Linked DNA regions of Mus musculus: all the other regions are linked to region 2. Evidence: chromatin contacts called from public promoter capture Hi-C data. All regions are on one chromosome and are shown on one strand. The core of a region is the stretch at or near the end of the contact, and the rest is flanking DNA. Distances in the headings are between cores, read along the strand shown. Region 1 overlaps Dennd1a (DENN/MADD domain containing 1A). Region 2 overlaps Dennd1a (DENN/MADD domain containing 1A). Region 3 overlaps Dennd1a (DENN/MADD domain containing 1A).

Region 1 (2,961 bases), core at 220-2,719, 120 kb after region 2:
GGGCAGGCTAACAAGTCTAAATGTGGACAGGTGCTACCTGTCTAGAACATGGTCTGAAGGACTCCTCTCTATAGAATCCAATGTCCTCAACTCTAAGGAGAGTACTCTATTATTCTAAATCTTTTACCTACTTGTAAAATATTAAGTAACATTCAAGGCATTATTATGAAGATTCATGATTTAGGTCAATTTAAATGCTAACTTCCCCATAATCAGCTTCCAAATGCTGACACCATTGCATACACTAGCAAGATTTTGCTGAAAGGACCCAGATATAGCTCTCTCTTGTGAGACTATGCCGGGGCCTAGCAAACACAGAAGTGGATGATCACAGTCAGCTATTGGATGGGTCACACGGCCCCTAATGGAGGAGCTAGAGAAATTACCCAAGGAGCTAAAGGGAACTGCAACCCTATAGGTGGAACAACAATATGAACTAACCAGTACCCGGGAGCTCTTGTCTTTAGCTGCATATGTATCAAAAGATGGCCTAGTCGGTCATCACTGCAAAGAGAGGCCCATTGGACTTGCAAACTTTATATGCCCCAGTACAGGGGAACGCCAGGGCCAAAAAGGGGCAGTGGGTGGATAGGGGATTTGGGGGGGGGGGGGGTATGGGGGAACCTTTGGGATAGCATTGAAAATGTAAACGAAGAAAATACCTAATTAAAAAAAAAATAGCAAAATAAATAAATAAATAAATAAATGCTAACTTCCCAAGTTCCTAACTAGTAAAAGTCCAGCTAAACAGAACTTCTTTTATTTTCCATGTCTAAATGGTTTTTGTTATGGTGCTGCTGGTGGTGGTGTGGGTTTTTTCACTGGTGGTTTTTTTTGTTTTAGTTTGGTTTTTGTTATTTTGGTTTTTTTGAGACAGGTTCTCATGTGGCCCAGGCTCACCTCAAACTCACTATATAGCCACCAAACACCTTTAAAAAAAAAAACAAAAAACAAGCATTCTTATTTATTTCATTTATATGAGTACACTGTAGATGTCTTCAGACATACCAGAAGAGGACATTGGATTCCCTTACAGATGGTTGTGGGCCACCATGTGGTCACTAGGAATTGAACTCAGAATCTCTGGAAGGCAGTTAGTGCTCTTAACCACTGAGCCATCTCTCCAGCCACCAAACACCTTGAACTTCACATCTTTTTCCTCTACCTTCCAAGGGTTAGGATTATAGACACACACCATCATGCCCAGCTTATAAGGTGCTGATTGAATCCAAGGCTTCATAATTGTGCTGGTCTGAATAAGAACAGTCCCCCATAGGCTCATATATTTAAATGTTTGGTCACCAAGGAGTAGAAGGAACTCTTTGATAGAATTAGAAGGATTAGGGGTTATAGCCTTTTTGGAGTAGGTATGGCCTTGTTGGAAAAAAGTGTGTCACTGGGCATGGCCTTTGAGGTTTTAAAAGCCCATGCCAGGACACCAAAAAAATAAGGCCCTTTAAATCAACATGAGCAAAGTTCACATAAACTCAGAAACTCAAGTTGCATGCACAGGCCTGCATGAGTCTGTAGCTCTACATATATATTATGGCTTCCAGTTTAGTGATTTTATAGGATTCCTGAGTGTGTGGAAAAAGTGGGTCTCTGCTTCTTGCACCTTCTCTTGGGCTCTTTTCCTTCAGTTGACTTATCTTGTCCAACACTGATGTGACAGATTTTTTTCTTACTTTATTTTTCTTTATTTTATTATCTCTTAGAAGAATGTCCTTGTCTATAAAAGACAGAAAAGAATCCAGATGGGAGGGGAAGGAGGTAGGGGGAACTTGCAGGAGTAGAGGGATAGGAAACAATTAACAGGATATATTATGTAAGATATATGTACGTGCGTGTTTTAAATAAATAGGGGTGTGTGTGTGTGTGTGTGTGTGTTTTAAATAAATAGGTGGGGAGCCCATGCCAGGTCCAGTTTTCTCTCTCTGCTTGCAGATCAGAATGTAGCTCTCACCTACTTCTCTAGTACCTTATCAGCCTTCCCCTATGCTTCATGCCTTTGAAACTTTAAGTCAGCCCCCAATTAAATGCTTTCTTTTATAAGAGTTACCTTGGTCATGCTGTCACTTCACAGCAACAGAACAGTGACTAAGAAACAGATGCTAGCCAAGCATACTACCAACTATGACTTCCTCAGACTAAATATTCCATAGACTCAAATCCAAAAGGTTCAAAGAGCATAACGAACAGAAAACAAAGCAAATATACAAGGCAGGTGTGTTTATTATCAATTATACTGATGGAAAAGTAGGGTATAGGTCAGTTAGGATCAAGTGTAAGGCCACTGGAACTAGAATCCAGGCCATTGGCTCCAAAATCCAGGCTCCTGACATGCTACAGCCTACGATGTCACCACACAATATAAAAACCAAAGGCAAAAGCATAAAATCCCAACGTATTCAGAAGTCTAAGAACAAGAAAAAATAATAATCAAAGCATGATATGCAAGACTATTTGCAGTTCATCCTCAGAGACCTTCAATCTTATCTGCCTACCACCCCTGCCATAGTCATTTTGAGTCCCATCAGGTCTAACTCGCTCACGTGCCTTGTGCCTGCATTACTACCTATTAAGCTATTTGAGAAAGACTAGCTCAATGTTAGCAATGTTAGCAAACCTGGCTTTGCTTTATCCCTGTATCCCAAGCCCCTAACAAAAGAACAGTCTTTTAACAAGCACTCCAGGCTTAATGAGAAGCCCTATCTCAAAAAAAAAAAAAAAAACAAAAAAAAAAACAAAAAAAAAAAAACAAAAAAAAAAAAAAAAACAAGGCAAAGAGCAATAGAAAAGAATTAGCAGCATCAACCTCTGATCTCCACATGCACACACACTACAAACACACCTGCACACACATATGTACATATACATTCACTGTCCTATAGAAATGAAAACAGTAGCTTGCCTCTAAAGAGGTAGTACAAGCTCAAACATAAAACTTCCTTCAAAGTGAAT
Region 2 (2,898 bases), core at 318-2,817:
GAGAGAGAGAGAGAGAAATGAAGGAAAAAGAGCACTGATAAAATACTATTTTGTAAGCATATTAAAAGCTGTCAGCTTTTAAATATTTTAAATGCACACAAAAATGTGCACAGATGGGCATCTTTTCTGCTCACATTAGTCTAGAAAAAAAAATCTTTCATTATCAAGCTCAAAGTCCTTGAATTTTTTAAACTTAATTGTGCCTCTATTTCTTAGAATTCACACCCCAAGGCCAAAGCTTTCCTGCCACCAGTCCTTCAAATCTGACTTGGACATTACACGGGAGGAGGCTCCAAGCCTCCCTGAGGTCTCACTCCTTTTACAACACACGAAAAAGCAGTCGATAATGGGCCCATGCTGAATTCACTGCTCCCCACGTCTCCTCTTGGGACACAAGCCTAGCAGATGTGATAAAAACTGTGTCAGAGAAGTGGCTCTAGTTTGTGCCTTAATGACAACTTAAACCTCTACACCAATACAACCAAGAGATGAACAGAGCTGCCTGTTACCTCTCTCTGCTGCCAATCTTCCAATACCTTGGAACTAAATTAGCGCCTCTCCCCACAACTTCCCCTGCCACCCCTCAAAACCTATTCTAATTTTAAAAGATAAATGAGTTCAGAAAACACACTGGTGGCACAAGTGTCTGGGTGCTGTGTGTGTGGATGTCCTATAATTAAACGCTGACACATATTTCATAGAGTTTGTATTTTCTCAAGGTATGATTGAACATTCAGATGTCATAAAAGACTGCCTACTAAACTCCCTCTGATCACCACCCCAGTACCCATATTCACATATACCGCTGGGAGATTTACAGCCTCCAAAAAAAAAAATGCTTCAAGGTCTAAAGATTATTTTTAAACATGTTCAAACATAAGAGAGGTGATATTCCAAGTTAATGAAACATTCTAATTATTAAAATTTATACAGGACAATTTCTTAAACCATAGGCGGTTATACTTTTCTTTTAACTCATAAGAACTCTTTGTCTTATCTAATGATATGGTACCATAAAAATCTATTTAAATGTGTACCTCTGATAACATTTTCTAAATTCTATAATTCAGCCTTCAGATGATGGGTCTTTTAACCCAGTATCTTGAAAGCCTATTCAGCCACAATTGCATACCCACTTAATCAGCAATCATTGTTCTGGGATGTGGGACTTTGTTGTCAAGACAAGCACCAAAACCTTTAAAAAAAAATTTTTTTTTTTTTCAGAACTGGCATAAGAAAAAAGTGATCTTTGTCAGACAAGGACAAATTTATGCAAATCTTTTATAAACATTCACAAACATTTATTTAGCTTTTGAAATGTTGGCCTCATTTGAGAGCATGAAAATGAGGGGGAAGTAGAAAAACGCAAAGGACAGCTTAGAAGCTGGCACGCTACATAAATATTCAGAAGGAAGATTATAGGATTCATGTTAGGCTGTCTTAGGCTTCTCCAAAGTCCACATAGAATAGCAAAGAACAAAACTAACGAGAAGTGCAGCAGATGTTAGACAATGCATCGGCCTCTTTTCCTCTCTCACTTGGCTATACTTGGACGCTTTTATATTTCCTTTCAATATGGTTAGGTCATTCAAGGATTCTCCTATAGACTCTGTATTGTGGCTACAGATCTATAAGCTGGGGGTCTGTCAGCTTTCCAAAAGTTTCCAATGAAAAGGCATTATGCAAATTCTACCTCTCTTACCCTCTTTCAGGGGGGAAAAAAGCCTCCAGTATGCAGTCATCAGAGTATTGGAAGCCCCAGCCTTCATTTCTGTATGGCTGTGTTTGCCTCAGGGCCACGCTGCTTGTTTTGACAGTGGATCCCCCTAGATAGTTGGGATTAGTCGAGCTTGTTTGGATAAACTTGAAATCAAGGCCTTCTCTAGGTAGACAGCTAGATGTAGCTACCGAGTTTCCAGCTGCCTCCTCCTTTCATCCCCAAACAACTGCAGATTCACAGTAGCTATCACAGCCACAGGCTATGTCACATACATAAGTACAAAATTAAAGGCTGCTAAAAGAAGCCTTTGTAAGTCTTAGTGCTAAAATAAGGAATCTGTACTGCTTGGTTTATACAAATTATTCTAGCACTACCAGTATGGAACTGAACCTATCAGTTAACAAGGCATGTTAATCAAGGCTCCTAGCTTATTCTGATAGACAGGATCATGGTTTAGTATTCACCTAACCTCCACTTATTAGCTCTTACATGAGGATAATAGCTGAAAATGTTGAAAAGGAAATAGCAGTCTTTATTTATCCAGTGCCAGGGAATGTTAGAAAGATACCATCAACAAACACTGCAAGCAGAAAACAGGAATCAAAGTGTAAATATTAGACCTGCTTTGGAAAGAGTATTATTTAGGAATGATTAAACAGGGTTCCACTGCACAGCCATCTCTATTTCACAACTAATATTTCTCCAATCTTATAATGAAAGGAGGACAGGAGGAGGAGTTAGGACTGAGGAAACTTACAGTCAGAACACACTGATGGCATTCTGTTACTGAGACAGAAGGCAGGTGATATGAAACACTAGCAAAATAAGAAAACTATGTAAGAGGTTTCCTAAAATCTAGCATTCAATATTTTACACTTTTTTAATCTCTTCAAAAGGCTAGCAAAATATAAGAAAATAATTCAACCTCATATATATGTTTAATTTACTTTAGTTTCAACACACACAAACTAGCAATTACCTGTGGCTGCTTGCGACCAGCAAAGGCTTTTCTAGAACATTTTCTAGATTTTTTTCTGTGACCCATAATGTTTGTAAGTCCTTTTCCCTTACAATGTCAACTCACACAAGGCAGCTTTCAATCAAATCTTTCACTCATCATCATGTATTCTCAGGAGTCAGCAGCTTAGGTCACTATTTCAAAGAGAAGCCCTAAGTAC
Region 3 (2,781 bases), core at 246-2,745, 77 kb after region 2:
CAAGGAAAGAGAGGATATATACAGGAGCAAAATGAGAGAAGCCACTGCACTCTGACACATTCTACAGGTCAGCTTTATGGAGTTTCTCTGATGTCTGCGGAAACTGAGCGAGTCCTATAAGCACCTTAGGAGAAACAAGTGTTAACTAATACCAATGCTCTAAGGCTGTGGTTCTCAATCTGTGAGTCATAACCCCTTGGGGACTAAACAACTCTTTCATGGGGGTGTATGCCAAATATCCTGTATATCATATATTTACAATTCATTACAGTAGCAAAACTATAGTTCTGAAAGTAACAACAAAAATAATCTTATGGCTAGGAGTCACCACAACATGAGAAAACTCTATTAAACAGCATCAAATAAGCTGAAAACAACTCCTTTAAAGACAACTGGAGAACTCAGTCTCATCCCTGGGCCTTTGGTTCTACAAGGGAATAAATAACACAGTGTAATTACTATTCTTACTCATCTATGAGGAGCCTACTTTAAAGTCATTAGTTCATTGTTTCTCTTAATCTGAATAAGTCTAAGTAATTAAAGTTTTTACCAGTTACAAAAATTCTTCACAGTGAGATGGAACCTCCGATTTCAGAAGCTTTATGCTTTCAGCAAAAACTAACACTCATTAGCAAGATTACCTGTTGTGATTAAATAAATACAAACTGTTTGCAAAGTTTATAAATAGGTAAAACAGCATTAAAGTAAAAATTACCCCTTAGCACAAACCTCACTTCCTAGTCTGTATAGGAGATGAAGCAGTCCTTTCTTTGCCACAGTTTCTGATCTCCTTAATTCAGTGTCTGATAAAAATTTACCCACTTTCTGCAGCTCAGTCTCAACTAGGTCTGCTCAGAGAGTTAAAGAACAGTGGTTGAGCACATGCCTGTATCTTCTGCCTCACAGCTACACACTACACTGAGTCTCAAAATCCACCAGGTTGTGACAGCTATAGACACTGAAATCTCAAGAAGGCCCTTCTGTAGAAAACAAATTCATTTCATTTACAAGAAGCTCTTACATCCTTGGTAAAAGCTGCAATTAATTTATGGAAGCCTGAAGAATCTACAAAGGATATCAGTGATACTACAATAAAAGGGGAAAGAGTTTCATCTGGCCTGAAACTGCAAAGTTCATGTCTAATTTGACATAAGGGTCAGATCACAGACTGACAATCTTGGATGGAGGATCCTAACAACAGTCCAGTCCTAAGCTTTTCACCCTACTTCCAGGCTAAAATCCCACGCAAGGCCCTGGCTGAGGCTTATATAGTCTATTCTGCCACCTTCATTTCTTTAAGAAAACTTCTCCCTCAAATATTCAAGTTTCGATTTAGCAGTTAATTTCAGACTGCAGTTAAAAGGCACTAGCTGTCAGTCAGATCTCTCCCCCAGCCCCCTCCTGAAAAGAAAAACTGACAGATCACAGGAGCTTTCTTTTGTAAACCAATTCTGGAACTTTCATGCTTCTTATTTGTTAGGTTAAAGGTTAAATTGCTGACCTGTGCCCTCCTGCTTAGCGGCCTTCCCCTTTTTCTGTAAAGCTTTATTTTGGGGCTGTATTTACATGGATTAGTCCCTTTTCACGCTAAGAAGGAATCTGTTCACAGCCAAAGCCTTAGTTCTGGTTGTACAAAAAGCAGCCACAATTATTCACCACCAGACAATGACCATATTGTGGATTTACAAAAAACCCACCCCAGCCAGGGAAAGATCTGTTCTTGCTGCACAAAACAATAGAAGAAAAATCTTATCAAGCATTCAAGAGAAAGCAAACAAAGCAAGCCCACTGTGAACTTGATGAAGATGTCAAGCTCCTTTAAAATATATATATATAACTCAACAAAGAAGGGTTTTCTTGTAAAATCTTGGGAGTGAGACTTTTTCTACTCTGAGTTTCCCTTTCTGGTTAAACACAGTCAGGAGCAGCAGACATTGACAGCCAAGACCAATACATGCTGCCATTTTCTAAGCACACTTACAAACACTTTTTAAAATGCACAATGTAGGGAGGCTTTCTTCTCCAAATATGCCCAGTGCAAATGCCAGGCAAAGTGTTTTCAACCAAGTACTGCACTACACAGGCCCTTTCAGCAAAAGAAAAAATTCTGTCTCAATCTCTAAGAAACACAAGCTACTCCACTGGCTCTAACTTACAAATCTTAATTTTTAATTTTTTTTTTTGGTTTGTTAAAAAGAACTCCTGTCTTGGAAACAAAAACAAAAACAAAAAAATAGAACTCTGGAAAGCTAGACATGGTAATATAGGGCTATAGCTCTAACACTAGGGAAGCTGAGTCAAGACGATCATGATGAGCTCCAGATCAGTGTGACTTAAACAGACAGAAAGATGCTGTTTCAAAAATACTTACATAGAAATATTGGATGTAATGAAACTATAGATCCAGCAAGTGTGGTGTAAGCATCATTTATACCCAGTCTCTTTGGATGGATTTGAATGGCATTCCCTCACCCCAGAAGCAAACCTTCACCAGGAACACTTTATCTCTCTCACAGCTACTGCCCAAGTCCAGCCCTGGGCCCAGACCATAGCAAAACATGATAGCAGTACAAAGACTTTTCTCCATCATCAGGTCTCTAGGTAAGTGCCTTCTATTCTCTTTAGACTAACATGACCTAAATACTCCATCAGCAGAAATATTCCTCATTATAAAATAAGGAGGAAACAAGAAGCAAGCATTAAATGCAGCCAAACAATTATGATATAACTGCTTTTAAAATATTAGTATGCTGTTATGTTTTGATTTACTTTTATGTATGT

Evidence for each region. Promoter capture Hi-C pulls out the DNA fragments that hold promoters and counts their contacts.
Region 1: a contact with region 2 is called in a promoter capture Hi-C map of liver. The contact joins two enhancer-like sites. A contact is called at or near these places in 7 of 39 promoter capture datasets (the 3T3-L1 cell line, 3T3-L1-derived adipocytes, HPC-7-derived erythroid cells and 4 more), 4 of 484 Hi-C or Micro-C datasets (the HPC-7 cell line, bone marrow-derived macrophages, cortical neurons and 1 more), 1 of 115 datasets of contacts at active chromatin or transcription factors (embryonic stem cells) and 2 of 9 other capture datasets (embryonic tail and embryonic trunk).
Region 3: a promoter capture Hi-C map of liver shows a contact between it and region 2. The contact joins two enhancer-like sites. A contact is called at or near these places in 1 of 39 promoter capture datasets (liver), 2 of 15 datasets of contacts at CTCF or cohesin (CD8 T cells and the G1E-ER4 cell line) and 2 of 484 Hi-C or Micro-C datasets (muscle stem cells and nephron progenitors).

Annotation. Positions count from the first base shown.
Region 1 is chr2:38,260,447-38,263,407 of GRCm38.p6, forward strand. All of the region lies in intron 1 of Dennd1a (DENN/MADD domain containing 1A), which reads right to left. Among named protein-coding and RNA genes, the nearest start is that of Dennd1a, 25 kb to the right of the region's middle. Within about 2 kb of position 1,470, at least 2 of the 459 cell types and tissues checked have an H3K27ac peak or open chromatin away from gene starts, as enhancers often do. A contact at or near this core is called in liver, where this site is marked.
Region 2 is chr2:38,142,719-38,145,616 of GRCm38.p6, forward strand. The region is part of intron 3 of Dennd1a (DENN/MADD domain containing 1A); the gene reads right to left. Among named protein-coding and RNA genes, the nearest start is that of Dennd1a, 140 kb to the right of the region's middle. Within about 2 kb of position 1,568, at least 39 of the 459 cell types and tissues checked have an H3K27ac peak or open chromatin away from gene starts, as enhancers often do. A contact at or near this core is called in liver, where this site is marked.
Region 3 is chr2:38,219,671-38,222,451 of GRCm38.p6, forward strand. All of the region lies in intron 2 of Dennd1a (DENN/MADD domain containing 1A), which reads right to left. Among named protein-coding and RNA genes, the nearest start is that of Dennd1a, 66 kb to the right of the region's middle. Within about 2 kb of position 1,496, at least 22 of the 459 cell types and tissues checked have an H3K27ac peak or open chromatin away from gene starts, as enhancers often do. A contact at or near this core is called in liver, where this site is marked.